2 separate regions of the Zea mays genome follow, and region 2 is linked to region 1. The links are chromatin contacts, called in public Hi-C maps. All regions are on one chromosome and are shown on one strand. Each heading gives the region's core, a stretch centred on a gene start, on an enhancer-like site or on the middle of the called end of the contact. The rest is flanking DNA. Distances are from core to core; before and after follow the strand shown.

Region 1 (7,000 bases), core at 3,332-5,831:
ACATGATCAACAGTATTTAAAAGCCATGTTGCGGCCTATGAGCCTGTTTATTTCGGTTTCTGTCCGGATTCTTGATGTCAGAATCAGTTACTGGTAGCCAAACGTTTTGCTTCTCAGCCTATTTATCTAAGAACACTTCATGTGCTGAGTCGTTTCAGAGGAAGGAATTCGTCGATTCCGCTTCCTAAAATCATATGAACTCTTTCATCTTCCTCCACACGAAGGCCTGTGATGTCTAGATTCTTGTGACAGCTAGATTATTCAAGAATTCAGATTTTTAGAAAAGCACTTCAGAAAAAAGATATACCAAACATGCCCTTTGTCATAACAATACCCACTCCATGCACTGACAAAGTAGATGGGAGGAGGTAGGAGTGAGAGCAGCCGGAAGCAAGGAGCGAAGTGGAGCAGAGCTGGCGGAGAGTGCTGCCAAACACATCCGATATGTTCTATGACATTCTCATTGCATCATAAATAAGATTTTTTTATCATAATCTTTGTTGTGTGACGACTTGATGACGAAAATATCATCGTCACATAAGGTATGTGTTAAAGGAATTTTTGTCACGAAAGAGAAAAAATGTTAAAATGTAGTGACGAAAAATGTATTGATCATAAAATCTATGACACTCTTAATCGTCATAAACAAGGCCCAAATCATCATAGAGTATAGCATTATATCATTGTCACGTGGTAGTTTTGTGACGAATATGTTCGTCATAAATAAGATGGCATGGTAGCTAGTGTGGCAAAAAAATTATACTTGCATGGACGTTGTTTTTCTATATTGAATTGATGGGCTTTTTTATGACGTAGGAAAGAAACATGATGAGAATTTTGTTTCAACGCACATTTGTCAATGGTATAGTTGCATGCAATTTAATTGTGTTTTTCTATATGGGATATTATTGGGGGGGGGGGGGGGGGGTTCATGACGTAAAAAACATGATGACATTGCCAGAAAAGATAAAAGGATAAGAAAAATTGATTTGATTATGTTTTGGTATGAGACAGGAAAAAGAAAACGATTATATTTTTCTATATTGAATCTATCTTGCATATGGGTATGGTTTCACTTTTAGGTGCCTGACCGTAGAGGAGAATGTATGATTTCGGAGCACCCTTTTACTAATATGATTTCAAACATGCCAATGCAGGACCAATTGTATCTTTACTGGATTCAAGCAATATTAGCATATTAATACATTGACTCATAACAAATTTTATTGTGAACATCCATTCAACAATATTTTAGAAGTAATAATCTCAACCATACATTCAGGTCATCCATACATGATACATCCAACTCAGCCATCCATATACGAACAGTGCCAAAAACCGGAGCAAATTACATTTTTTATTGAATCAATATACTAAGTAATAGTAGCAGCAAGCTATATTAAATAAAATGCAATGAGCTAAGGCTAACACGGAGGTACATTAATCCAGTATGACTGTGTGTGCATGATCTCCAGATCTTCGTGGTCGTGAACCTGACCAACCTCCATAGTCTGCTTCTGGACATCATAGATGCATAGATCCCTATGACCAGCTACTAAGTGGACCAGAAAGTAGAGGGTGCTCCCTCTTGGGTTATTGGTGCATGCATAGCACCAAGTTGCCATGTTGGTGCCCGTCAAGAGGAAAACCCTGTCCCCAACATCATCCACCAGGTGCCAGGCCACAAGTTCCTCGTCACCACAAGTTTTCTCCATCTTGAAGATACGAGCTGAGCTAATGTTGGTAGGATCGAAATCCATGTATAAGTAGCAGATAGCCAAAAGCTCGTCCATGGACTCTACCAAGTGGATGGAGGCAGCACAAATGCCCTCGGGAATGAGGTCGAACTCTGCATGATACCGTCGCCACTTTTGGTGTTCAATTACGTGCATGATAACGTGTAGAAAGCTAGAATGTAAAGTGAAAAGTAGAGAATGGAAAAAGTGTCATTTCTATTGATCTTTGTACATATTTATACACGGGAAGGGGTGCAACGAATGAGTATCTAATCCTAGGAGACAATTGTACGACGCATCCATACCAATGGACACACCATTTGGTTACATGTAAGTGCCTAATCTATGTATAAGCTCTGTGGAAGATGAACACTTGAAGTTGGTGTCCTAGTGTTAAAAATGGTGTGGTGTGAAAAGAAGTGTCAAATTCTATTGCGATTCTTCGTCTGGCATGTGCTTTGATAAGATATTGTACATGTCTCTTCAAAGAAATGGAGCGTGAAGCGTTTATTGAAGGTAGAACAGGAAATACTGGTAGCACTACAACATGAAGAGAATGTGCAGTAGGAGAAGACTAGTGGCAACCTACTGGAGGAGGACAAGAATCAACCAACATGAGTGGATCGCTAGGAGGCATATCGAGGTTGTTTCAGGTTTAAACTTATCTGCCGCTTTTCTCTATTTTAATGTTGTCGACGACTGGACTGTGACGCCGCAGAGCATTAGTTGATGTAATAGGATAGCATTTCTGTTTAAACCTCCTCTTCTTTTGCCGTTCTAAAACTCTCTTGTACTTCCTTTTTGTGGAATGGAAATCGGATGACCTCGCGAGGAAAAATATATCTTAGCAATATACAGTATGTGAACTTCTAAGCATCGAGAATTTTGTTTCAACTCACACTTGGAAAAGTTATACTTGCATGGACTTTGTGTTTTCTATATTGAATATGATGGGCTTTTTTATGACATAGGAAAAAAACATGATGAGAATTTTATTTCAAGGCACATTTATGAATGGTATAGTTGCGTGTAATTTGATTGTGTTTTTCTATATGGGATATGATGGGGGGTTCATGACGTAAAAAAACATGGTGACATTGACAGGAACGATAAAAAGATAAGAAAAAATATATTTGATTATGTTTTGGTATGAGATACAGAAAAGAAAAGGATTGTATTTTTCTATATTGAATCTTTCTTGGGTATGGGTATGGATTCACTTTTAGGTGCCTGACCGAACCTTAGTTGCTCGTTCTAGAGGAGAATGCATGATTTCAGAGCACCCTTTTACTAATCTGATTTGAAACACGCCAATTCCAGGACGAATTGTATCTTTATTGGATTCAAGCGGTATTAGACATATTAATACATTGAATCATAAGAAAATTTTATTGTGAACATCCATTCAACAATATTTTAGAAGTAATAATGTCAACCATATATTCGGGTCATCCATACATCCAACTCAGCCATCCATACACGAACAGTGCTAAAAATCGGAGCAAATTACATTTTTATTGAATCAAATATACTAAGTAGTAGCAGCAAGGTATACTAAATAAAAAGGTACTATGTAATAGTAGGAGCAAGCTATAGTAATTAAAATAAAATATAATCTAATGGGCTAATACTAACATGGAGGTACATTAATCCAGTATGGCATTGTGCGCACGATCTCCATATCTTCATAATCATGAACCTGGACAACCTCCATAGTCTGCTTCTGGACATCATAGATGCATAGATCCCTGTGACCAGATACTAAGTGGGCCAGAAAGTAGAAGGTGTTCCCTCTAAGATTATTGGTGCTTGCATAGCACCAAGTTGCCATGTTGGTGCCTGTCAATAGGAAAGCCCTGTCCCCAACATCATCCACCGGGCGCCAGGCCACAAGTTCCTCGTCCTCGTCGTCGTAGGTTTTCTCCATCTTGAAGATACGAGCTGAGCTAATATTGGTGGGATCGAAATCCACGTAGTAGTAGCAGATAGCCAAAAGCTCGCCCATGGACTCTACCAAGTGGATGCAAGCAGCGCAAATGCCCTCGGGAACGAGGTCGAACTCTGCACAGACATCAAACTCATCGAACACTGCGGTGGGAGGATGGCCAGGATCAGACGGGAAGTCCAAGTCGACGACGCCCATCTTGTGCTGATCTGATTCCGTGAAGCGAAAGTACAGCTTCCCTCCGAGCGCGGCGACGTCATGGATGACGTTCTTGGTGGGCGTAGTGGGGGTGCGGAACTCCTCGGGGAAGAAGTAGTCACCAATGTCGTAGGCGTGCTGCCCCCACCTCCTCCGATCAGCCTCTCCATTGACACGGCAGAACCACATGAGAGGGTCGGTGACGTCGAGGAGAACGACGGCGCAGTCCGGGTGGGCGACGGAGCTGTGGGTGAGGAGGCACTTACAGGTGACGGGGATGTCGTGTATGGGTGGCAGGGTGATGGTCTCCCCGGTGAGCGGATGCCACATAGAGGCCTCCGACTCTTGTCCAAGGATGACCAGCCATCCTTGAGGCGTGGTGAAGCAGAAGTTGCCCTCCATCATCATGGGAGGCCTATTGTCGTGCGTGTAGACGATGCTCCGCTCAGGCAGGCTATACATGAGCATCTTGAAGGCGGTAGGAGCAGAGTCGTCTGCTGGATCAACAGCGGCAGCATCCTCGTACTCGTAGACGAGCAAGGGAACAGAGGCGAGGACCTGCGGCGGTGGCTGGATGCTAGCCCTGCCGCTGTGGCCGTCGTTCATCAACATGATGCACATGATGGTGGTAGGTGGTCACCAGCTAGATCAGATTGGGTCGTCGAATCGAATAATAAGCACTATCAACTCGCCGTCTCGCCCTGCTAATCGATCTCTAATCTTGAGACGCAGAGGTGCTGTGCCTGTGCTACGAGATGAGATGAGATAGCACGGGATGAGATGAGAGGCTATCTGGCTCGCTTATATATAATATAATATAATCATGAGCCTGGGCGATGAGATGAGAGGCTATCTGGCTCCTCCGCTCGAATCGGAGCCAGGTAGCTGGTTCGCCCAAACAACCGCGCGAAACTACCATCCAACAAATTAGGAGCGGTTTGTTTGTAATTAACCACCTAATAAAATAACAACTCTGAAATCAAAGCCTGGGCGTTATCGTCCTGGAGCTGCTGACGGGCATGGACCTGTCTGCCGCAGTGGGTCGCGTCCATCGTGAACGAGGAGTGTTCGAGCTGGAGCTCAAGCTCGCGCTGGACCGAGCGAGGAAGGTGGTGGCGCAGCGCATGCGCCGGCGGCTTCGGCTTTCGTATAGCCAAATATTTGCCGGCCCAGGGCCAGATTGACGTGGATCCGTGGGCCCATTACGGATGTAGACAAAAGGAGCAGGGAAGCCCAAACCTGAGACCGACGTACCGTGAGACGGTGACGGGCCCACGTGTCTGTATGCTACGTCATCCTAGCAAGCGAAACAGGAACGACAACAAGATAGATACTTCTTCCCCCTAACCGCGCAAAGACGAAAATGGCGACGGGGGTTCCTCTTCCCCGACCAGAGCAAGAGTCAGAGTCAGAGCCAGAGCCAGCGCCAGAGCCAGAGTCAGGGCGTGCCATGTTTCTGTGCCACAGAGAGCAAAGACGAAGGCGGCGGCGTTCCTCATCTCCTCCCGGATCAGAGACAGCGCGTGCCATGCCTGCGCCTTAGATCTCATGATTGGCATGCGCACCAGACTTCTCATAGATCTACGGTCTCCTTGGGCGTTCTGGAGCTGAAAGGTGGCACCTTCCGCCGAGATACGGTGGGTGAGTCTCTTCTCTGTCATGACACGAAATCCCCATGTTCAATCCTGTTAGTTGTGTGCCCCAGGTTTGTGTAGACTACTTTAAGTTGGTATGTCAACTCATTTTTTCAGTCTATCAAACCAGGTCTACGTGTATTCAGGTACTTGACAGCAGTCATCCTCCTTTGGAAGCTGAATAACGAAGTAGATCTATTCTTATGAAATATAATTGAGGATGGAGTCTGTTGAGGCGAAGGCGAAGACGCTACCCTTCACGCGAAGCCTTCGTCGTTTCGCTGCACCAACGAAGGCGAGATGGTCGGCGCAGTTGCCCTTTGTCATCTCCATCGCAAGACGAAGGCCAGATTCAGACTCCGACGTAGTCTGTTAGTCCCGCGTCCTCGTCTCGCCCGGAGGCCCACGCGGAATTTGGCCCACTGTAAGTCTGTAACGGGCCCCGCGTGGACAAGCATATTACGGGCCTCATCTGTAATAGCTTTTCTGTAATAACGGTCTGTAACCTCCTTTTATGAGAATATTATAGGGATAGTCCGGGTATCCGAGGGCATAAACATCCTTGTCTTGGGACGTTGGACACTCGGGTACCTATAAATACCCCCGTACAGTGCCCTTGAGAGGCCAGATTAACAGAGCAATTACCATCCCACATTAAACTTTGCTTGCACTCTTTCCACTTCCCCGTTGGATCTACTTGCCCAGGAGAGCAAGTTCCTACATTTGGCGCACATCGTTCGTGCTACGAACAAACTACCCGCGATGGCACCCAAGAGAGCTAGTTCGAAGGCAGCCCCATCCGTCGCCGAAGCAGCGAAGGCAGCGCTGCTAGCCGAGAAAAAAGGCAAGGCCCTCGCAGACAACACCCCCAAGAAGCCTGCGAAGACGAAGTTCTCAACAAGAGACAGCGCCACGAACAACCCACTCTCGAATGCACCCTACGCACCTGTAGCTCCGGAGAACCACAAGCACCACCCCCAGGCTTCGCTCCACCAGAGGGCGAAGACGCAACAGAGGACAGCGAAGTCATCGGCGTCTCAGCTGAAGAACAGCTACAACTATGGGCCCTGCGCATCAAGAACCGCAACCTCCAAAAACAGAAAGACATCCTCGAGGCCAAGCGCCAACGTGTCACCGCGCAAGCCAAGGTGCGCCAGATGATACGAGACGAGGAGCAGAGAGCCCGGGAACTCGAGCAAGAGATTGCGCTCATGCAGAGCGAAGGCCAGCACGATCTGCAGCACGGCCCGCCCTCCAATAGCGCGTGCGAGCCGGAGACTTATTCATACCCCAGCGCGGGCCCTTCATCCCGCACGCCGTAGCTTTCCAAGGCATCAACTACCTTGATAAGCGAAGCCCCCTGGCTCTGCAACTCCAAGTGTCACCGTGGCCCGCCAACTTCAGGGCAGGGACCTACCCAAGTACAACGGCTGCACCGACCCAGCACAATATATCATGAGCTACCAAATCGTCGTCGCATCATCCAG
Region 2 (7,000 bases), core at 1,234-3,733, 200 kb after region 1:
CCGGGGCTCACTGCAGTAATAGAAGCCCAGGGCTCCTAATACTATATATATATATATATATATATATATATATATATATATATATATATATATATATATATATATATATATATATATATATATATATATATATATAAAAGACTAGACTCTTACATGCACTTCATGCTGCATTTCTTGGTCATGCCATCCCACGTCTTGCAAGCACTAGTACACTCCCCTAGGACTCCGACTCTAGCCCGCTAAACTCGCTCAGCCACAAATTGTCGGGCCAGCTTATTCAGATTGAACAATCGAAAGGAAACTGACTAACTGAAAAAGAGCAGGTAAGTCCTAATTGACAAACTACAGGATTACTACTAACAGTAAGACCTAGGAATTCTTGATGTCCAACGTTAAGACCTAGGAATTACTAATCGATAGGAAACTACTGGTTCGTGTGATTGCTCAATGCCTCACAGATGATGGCTTGTGTGCTTACTCAATGTCTCAACGTATGGAATTCTTGATGTGATGAGGATGTGGATCTACTTTCTACTGGGGACCTCGTATCCAAACAAGGGTAAGTATGGAATGAATTATATACCCGATGTATTGATGCGTCCAAACCTGGTGAGAAATTCCTCATTTACAACTCTATCTTGGTGTGAGCTTGTATTATTAGGTGCATACTACGTTTTTGCTATATTAATATTGCTAGATAAGATGAGAAAAAACTATCTTACTCAGAGAGGAGCTATGTGAATATAACCTTTGGTTTAATATCTCTATCAAAGATAAAACGAAAACATATGTTATACTTCTAGAATGTTTTACCGCTACATGAATATGCTTTTGTTTAAAAATAACTTTGCCAAACACACATTGAATTGGACGATCACACAGTATCATTATCAAGTTTCGTAGACTGATGCAATCCTGCAGGAGTTGCCGTTGTTTCCGATAGCCATGACAGGTGAGTGACAGTGAGGCTAAAAAGATCACCGTGCAATTCAGCAAACAATTCGAAAATCGGTTGACTTCGATTAAAAAGCACCGACTGAAAACATCAGAGCATCAACCAGAGCAAGTTTGAGGTTCAAGAAACTTGGAACTCTATATAGAAACAAGTTTCACTCTAATACGATGGTTTAGGGTTCTTCATCACATTGTCATAGCCACATCTCAAAAACTCAAAACTTGAGTACTTGTAATAACAAAAGCCTACAGACATAACGTAAGATAAGTCTTGGACAGCATAAGCGAATTTGCTAATGGCTGGGTAGCGAGGGTCTCAGTCGAACAGGCTGAAGCCCATGTCGTCATCAGACTCCTCCTTGGGCTCTTCCTTCTTCTCCTCTGCAGCAGGGGCAGCAGCAGCTGCAGCACCCCCAGCTGGGGCGGAAGCAGCAACTGGAGCAGCGCCACCACCTACAAACGAATTTCAATACAGCAAATTGTTAGTCCTTTCAGAATAGAACTGGAAAAATCTTATGCACAAATTCAAGACTAACAACACAAAGGGCGACAAATTAACACAATCTAGCATGAAGTTCCAGTATAAACCAGTATAAACATGCACAGGGAACTCATTAGTGGATGTAAGGTAATTCTGGAACAAAATAAGGGGCCAAATGCATCCTGAATGTACTCATGGCAATGCCTCTCCATTTCACTAGCACAATGAAGATTGGAGTCACATACATGTCAAATTTAGCATTGAAAAAAAAACTAAGGTTCAATTCAAGTAAACAGAAAGATACTTAATACTCAGTTTAGTGAGTACAAATACACAGTAAGGTTCGGTTACAATGAATGTGAGATCTTATAATGTACTACTAATCGGTCAAGTAGGACAGAACTGACCCTATCACAGGGTTGGGTAATACGAACAATATTTAAAGACGTTAAGAATTAAGATTGTAAAAAAAACTAGGGACATAACCGAATAAGGTAAATCTACAAGAATAACCACCATCCACCGGCATATAAACACACGAAAGTATCTTGATAGCAAGACAGGGTGCATACCAGATCCCACGGAGAGGATTAGATCCTCAACGCTGCGCTTCTCCAGGAGCTTAGCGAAGAGCGCCGGCCAGTAGGACTCGACCTTGATGTTGGCCGCCTTCACGATGGTGGCGATCTTCTCGGCCTGCAAACAAGAAACACCCCCCACATAACCACGCGACCGCTCAAAAAAAAGAAAACTCTGAGATTAAAAGAACACTGCAGCGTGAGAGAACGCACGGTGATGGCGATGCCGTCGTCGCTGAGGATGAGGGCGGCGTAGGTGCAGGCGAGCTCACCGGAGGCCATGGGTGCGGGCGGCTTCGTCTAACCGGACGGATCTGCGACCTCTGCTAAGAAAAGAAAAACACGACACCGAGGTTAGGCGCCAATCGCGGCGGCAGCGGCGGCAAGCAAGGGCGCGAGCCAGAGGTGGAGCCGACGGCACGTACCAGAGGGAGTGAGGCGGCGAGGAAGGTGGAGGCGCTGGAGGGTGGAGGCTTCTAGGGTTTCGGAGGGAGGCGGCGTGGGTGGACATAATATAGGTGCTTGGGTTGGTAGGGCTTTGCCAGTGGCAGAAGTTTGGGCCGTATTGGGCCTTGTCGTGGGCTTTGTTCCCTGCGTCGTCATCGCTCTTTGGGTTGGACTGACTAGGCACTTCCAGTTTTCCATAAGCCATTTTGTTTTGCTTTTGACATGCCATGCCATGCCCCGGCCGACTAAAGGTTTAAGAATCGTAATCATTTTGTTTTGCGAATTGTCATCTTCGTGTTCATCGCATGAGAAAAAAAAATGACAAAATGACATTAAAGAAACAAAGCACACACGTTAAATAATACTAGTCGATTGCCCGTGCGTTGCAAACGGCTTATAACAATACCTATATAAACTATCCAGTAAAAATATTTCAATATTTTTTATTGATTGTCTCCGCTCTCCGTATAATATATTTTTTGATTTGGCTAACTGATGTTATTATTTACTCCATTCAATATATCTTGGTACAACACGGTCAATGAAGTGAGCGACTAGAAAAGAGTTCACAGCGACTACTGAACGAATAGAGATTATAAAATGACATAATTCTACCATACATAGACCAAATAAGAAAAGTTTGTGAGCTCAAGTTTCTAAAATAAGTCACATGAACTCAAACTTATAAAAAGGATAAATCAAAATATAGAGTGATTGCTAAATTCAGGCATCAATAAAATATGGATGCGCTCTATATAAATTATGCTACTTCGTAGCAATTACTAACGCTTAAAATCAACAAATAACATTTCATTTCCTGTTATTGTGGCAAATAATTGTTGCCCCATCCAATTTAGCAACCTCAAACACCATAGAGTCCATTGCGCCAATGTGGTCTCAGAAACGACTTCATGCTTGCAAGAGCCAAGAACGTCGTGACGTGCTTGGGCTGTAGCCTCGGTCCGTAGTGCTGATCCGGCCTAAGACGATTATATATTTTTTATTTTATAAAAAACATATATACATATATATACATATTAAAAACATATAAACATGATGTTCTACTGGTTAGACAGCTTTACCCAGTGTCTCCCGCCCTTCTTACATCAGAGCAATGAGTTCAAACCCCACATCCTCCACCCTTTTTTAAATTTTACGTTGATTTAATCAAATGGTCCGACGGGCTAAAGGGCTGGCCCGGCACAGCCAGCAGGCCAACATGACGTGCCTGGACCAGTGTTATGGCCCGCGGGTGTCTGGCCCGTGCCGGGCCGCTGTTTGGCCATCTATAGACGTGTTGTCGGTGTTTTGGGTCCGATCGCGCACCCAGGGTTGTCCCTCGAGGTGCTTTTTGGGGTAGGACGGTGTTACCGACTGTAGCTCGATGGTTCGTGCCAGATGCACGAGAGACCGTGGACAATTTTGTACAGGTTCGGGCCGCTTCGAGGTGCGTAATACCCTACGTCCTGGCGTGGATACTTTGTGTGATGGGTTACAAAGGGAGTTCTCTAGTATCGAGGATGTTAGAGAACTGAGTGGCTGGCTAAGTTGTGAGATATATCTTTTTGAGGGGATGCCCCCTAGGCCTTATATACTCGACCGTGGGGCGTTACATGCGGATATGATAACAGCGTGAGCCTAAGTAATAGTGAACCGACTGAGCCTATCTTCCTATAATTCTGCCGACCTATCTCCGTTCAGTTTCGATGTATGAGGACATTGTACGAGAAGGTCGGATCATTGTCGCGATTGCTGCTCAAATTCATTAGGCCGTCTAGGCTTGCGTTGATCCAATCTTGTGTCAATCCACTTCACTGGACGTCCCTCCCCAGGCCCACGAAGGAATGACCTTACGAACTATTGGGCCCAAGGCCTTTCGTGGGGTCTTTTAGCCTTCCAGTGGACCCGGGGGATATCTGTCCCCCACAAGCCCCCGATCTTTGGGTTGATTTAGAAATAACCGGCCCAAAGATCCTAGGTTCAGCTTGCGGTTTTTGATTTTGATAAGGAATGCATTGAAAATAGGTCCGCCAAGCCATTGTTTCTGAACTCTGAGTGACTTGGTAAAAACGATCTTCTGTTGTTTTCTTCTGCCATTATTCATCGGTCTTCGCTTTATTCCTCAGAAATCGGTGCTCTGTCTCAGGTTTATGCTTTAGAGATCAGCATTCTGCTTTCTGGAATTTAGGATTCATTGGGTGTAGCCCCGAGCTTCGAGTGGATTACTGAAAATAACCCACTCGAAGGTCTTCATCTCAAGTCTTTTTAGAACTCATGCTTTAGAAGTTAGCATTGTTTTATTTTTATTTCATGCTTTAGAAATCAGCATTTTGTCTTTTGGGGTTGATGATCTATTGGGTGCATCGGAGGTGCACCCAATGGGTGTAGCCCCCGAGCTTTGAGTGGATTACTGAAAATAATCCATTCAAAGGTCTTCATCTCATGCTGTTTTTAGAAATCATCCTTTCCTCTTCGTCGAATGCCTTAGAGATCAGCATTATATCATCAACTTTATGCTTTAGAGGTTAGCGTACAGTCTTGCCTTTGAGATCGAGCGTGCGATCTGCCCATGTCCTGTTAGGTTTGAAATTTATTTGATCTGCGACAGATTGGACATCTGGTAGATGGCTCTTGGCTAGTCTTCATATCACTTCGCGCTTCAATGCTTCTGTTGATTAGACTTGTACTTCATCATCTATTTTTGGCTTTCCTTCGATCTCCATCGATATATTTCTTCTGTCTTGATACATTCATTATGTATACTGTGTGGATGTGACTGCTTGGGAAAATATATTGAAAATTCCTGGACGTCCCCCCAATGGGTGTGAGCAAGGGACGACTTGGTGCGCTGAGCGTTTAGCAAACTGCCCCTGAGTAGTTAACTTGACGTGACCGCGGGTGTAATCATACCGTCCAAGCAGTTGACTTGAGTCTCAATGGGTGTCGTGTTACGTGAAACGGCGACAGCCGTCTGACTTGTTTGCAGACGATTTGGATTGCTTATTGAATATTTGTGATTGTTCAGTGACCGTGGTAGGAGATGAGCGGTTGCCTTCTTCTTCTATAAATAGAGCGCTTGTTTCACTGGTGTCTTCACACATCTCTCTGCCGCTTGCTGCTTACTCTCTTCTCTTCTACTCCACCATGGGCAAGAGCAAGAAAGGCGAAAGCTCCTCGCACCACTCCGGCGACAAGCGGAAGCGTGAGCCGACTCCTCCCTCGGAGGACTTCGGCGATTCCGAGTACTCGGAGGAGGAGTTCTCCTCTGAGTTCGAGGGATCGCCGGTCCATGCCCCTCCCCCGGCATCGTCTGACGACTCAGACGATTCCCAGGGGATTGCTGCAGAAGTGTGGACATACATCCGGGCCGTCGAGCTTGCTGGGCTCGAGGGCTCGGATGAGTCGGAGGTCTCCTCGGACGAGGGGAACTCCTCTGACTCGTCCGAGGAGGGGAACGACGGTGACGACGACGGCGAGGGCGACGGCGACGACGGGGGCGACGGTGATGGTGACGGCAGTAAGGGCGGCGGCAAGGGCGATAGCAAGGGCGGCAGCGGCAGCGGCAAGGCCAGTGGCTAAGTGCCACTGGCTTAGATGTTAGTATACATAAATAGCAGTAGAAGTAGTATTAGTAGAATAATATAGTAGTAGTTAGTAGTATAGTGTAGTGAAATGTAATGTAGTAGTGTAATGTATCGAATAGTGGGAAGAAGACCAACTCATAATGAGTTGGTTTTTAAGTTTGTGAAAATACTTCCCCTCCTTATATAATGAAGAAGACTTCAGCTTGTTCTGTGTGCATTTCTTGTTTTTCTGTCGTTCCTTTTGCAGTCGGTCGATCGATTGTACTTGTGCTTAATGTAGCCGTTCTTCTCAGAGGTAATGCTCAAGTAACAACTTGGAATTGTTTAGTCGCATTTTTAAGTCCGCCTACATATTCTTAGAGAAAAAATGGCTGATTTACTGTCAGTATCTTCAGAGGTAATAGCTGAATGGTTTTTGCGACGCTGGTGTTTTAGAGGTAACAGTCGAGTAAAGACCGGTGACGTCCGCGTTTTAGAAATAACGACTAAGTTACATTGAGCCACGTCGGCGTTTTAGAAGTAACAGCCGAGTGAAGGCCGGTGACGTCAGCGTTTTAGAAATAACGGCTGAGTTACATTGAGCCACATCGGCGTTTTAGAAGTAACAACTGAGTGAAGACCGATGACGTCAGTGTTTTAGAAATAACGGTTGAGTTACATTGAGCCACGTCGGCATTTTAGAAGTAACAATCAAGTGATGACTGGCACTTTTAGAATCGGTGTCTGACCCGGGAAAACCCCATTTGTACCGCGTCGTCGCATGCCTCTGTATTCTGAGCCCTAGCCTTACTTTCTGCTTCTAGACCTTCTCTGTTTCCCTGTGATCTCGCTTCTGCCCAGTTCGCCGACGAGATTGAGATGGCGCCCAAGCGAAGAGTCAGAATTCCACCGCTGCGATTATTCCTCCCATCGATCCCAACAGCCAATTACCTTTCACAGGTAATCATATGTCTGTT

The links. A called contact is a pair of places that touch in the nucleus more often than the background predicts.
Region 2: a Hi-C map of endosperm shows a contact between it and region 1, with 6 times the contacts expected there. The contact joins the promoter of LOC100282819 here to the promoter of LOC103653128 in region 1. A contact is called at or near these places in 3 of 25 Hi-C or Micro-C datasets (ear, endosperm and tassel).

What each region holds. Positions count from the first base shown.
Region 1 is chr4:39,785,551-39,792,550 of Zm-B73-REFERENCE-NAM-5.0, forward strand. LOC103653128 reads right to left here and starts at 4,582. Exons shown (of 1, transcript XM_008680090.2): 1 at 3,186-4,582. The coding sequence starts at 4,500. The coding sequence ends at 3,367. LOC118476896 (a long non-coding RNA gene) reads left to right here and starts at 5,205. Exons shown (of 2, transcript XR_004857718.1): 1 at 5,205-5,520; 2 at 5,644-6,176. It overlaps LOC100272255 (ribosomal protein13), which reads left to right. Exons shown (of 5, transcript NM_001374568.1): 5 at 1-50.
Region 2 is chr4:39,983,450-39,990,449 of Zm-B73-REFERENCE-NAM-5.0, forward strand. LOC100282819 (60S acidic ribosomal protein P1) reads right to left here and starts at 2,484. Exons shown (of 4, transcript NM_001294271.2): 1 at 2,439-2,484; 2 at 2,227-2,336; 3 at 2,008-2,131; 4 at 1,057-1,407. The coding sequence starts at 2,295. The coding sequence ends at 1,271.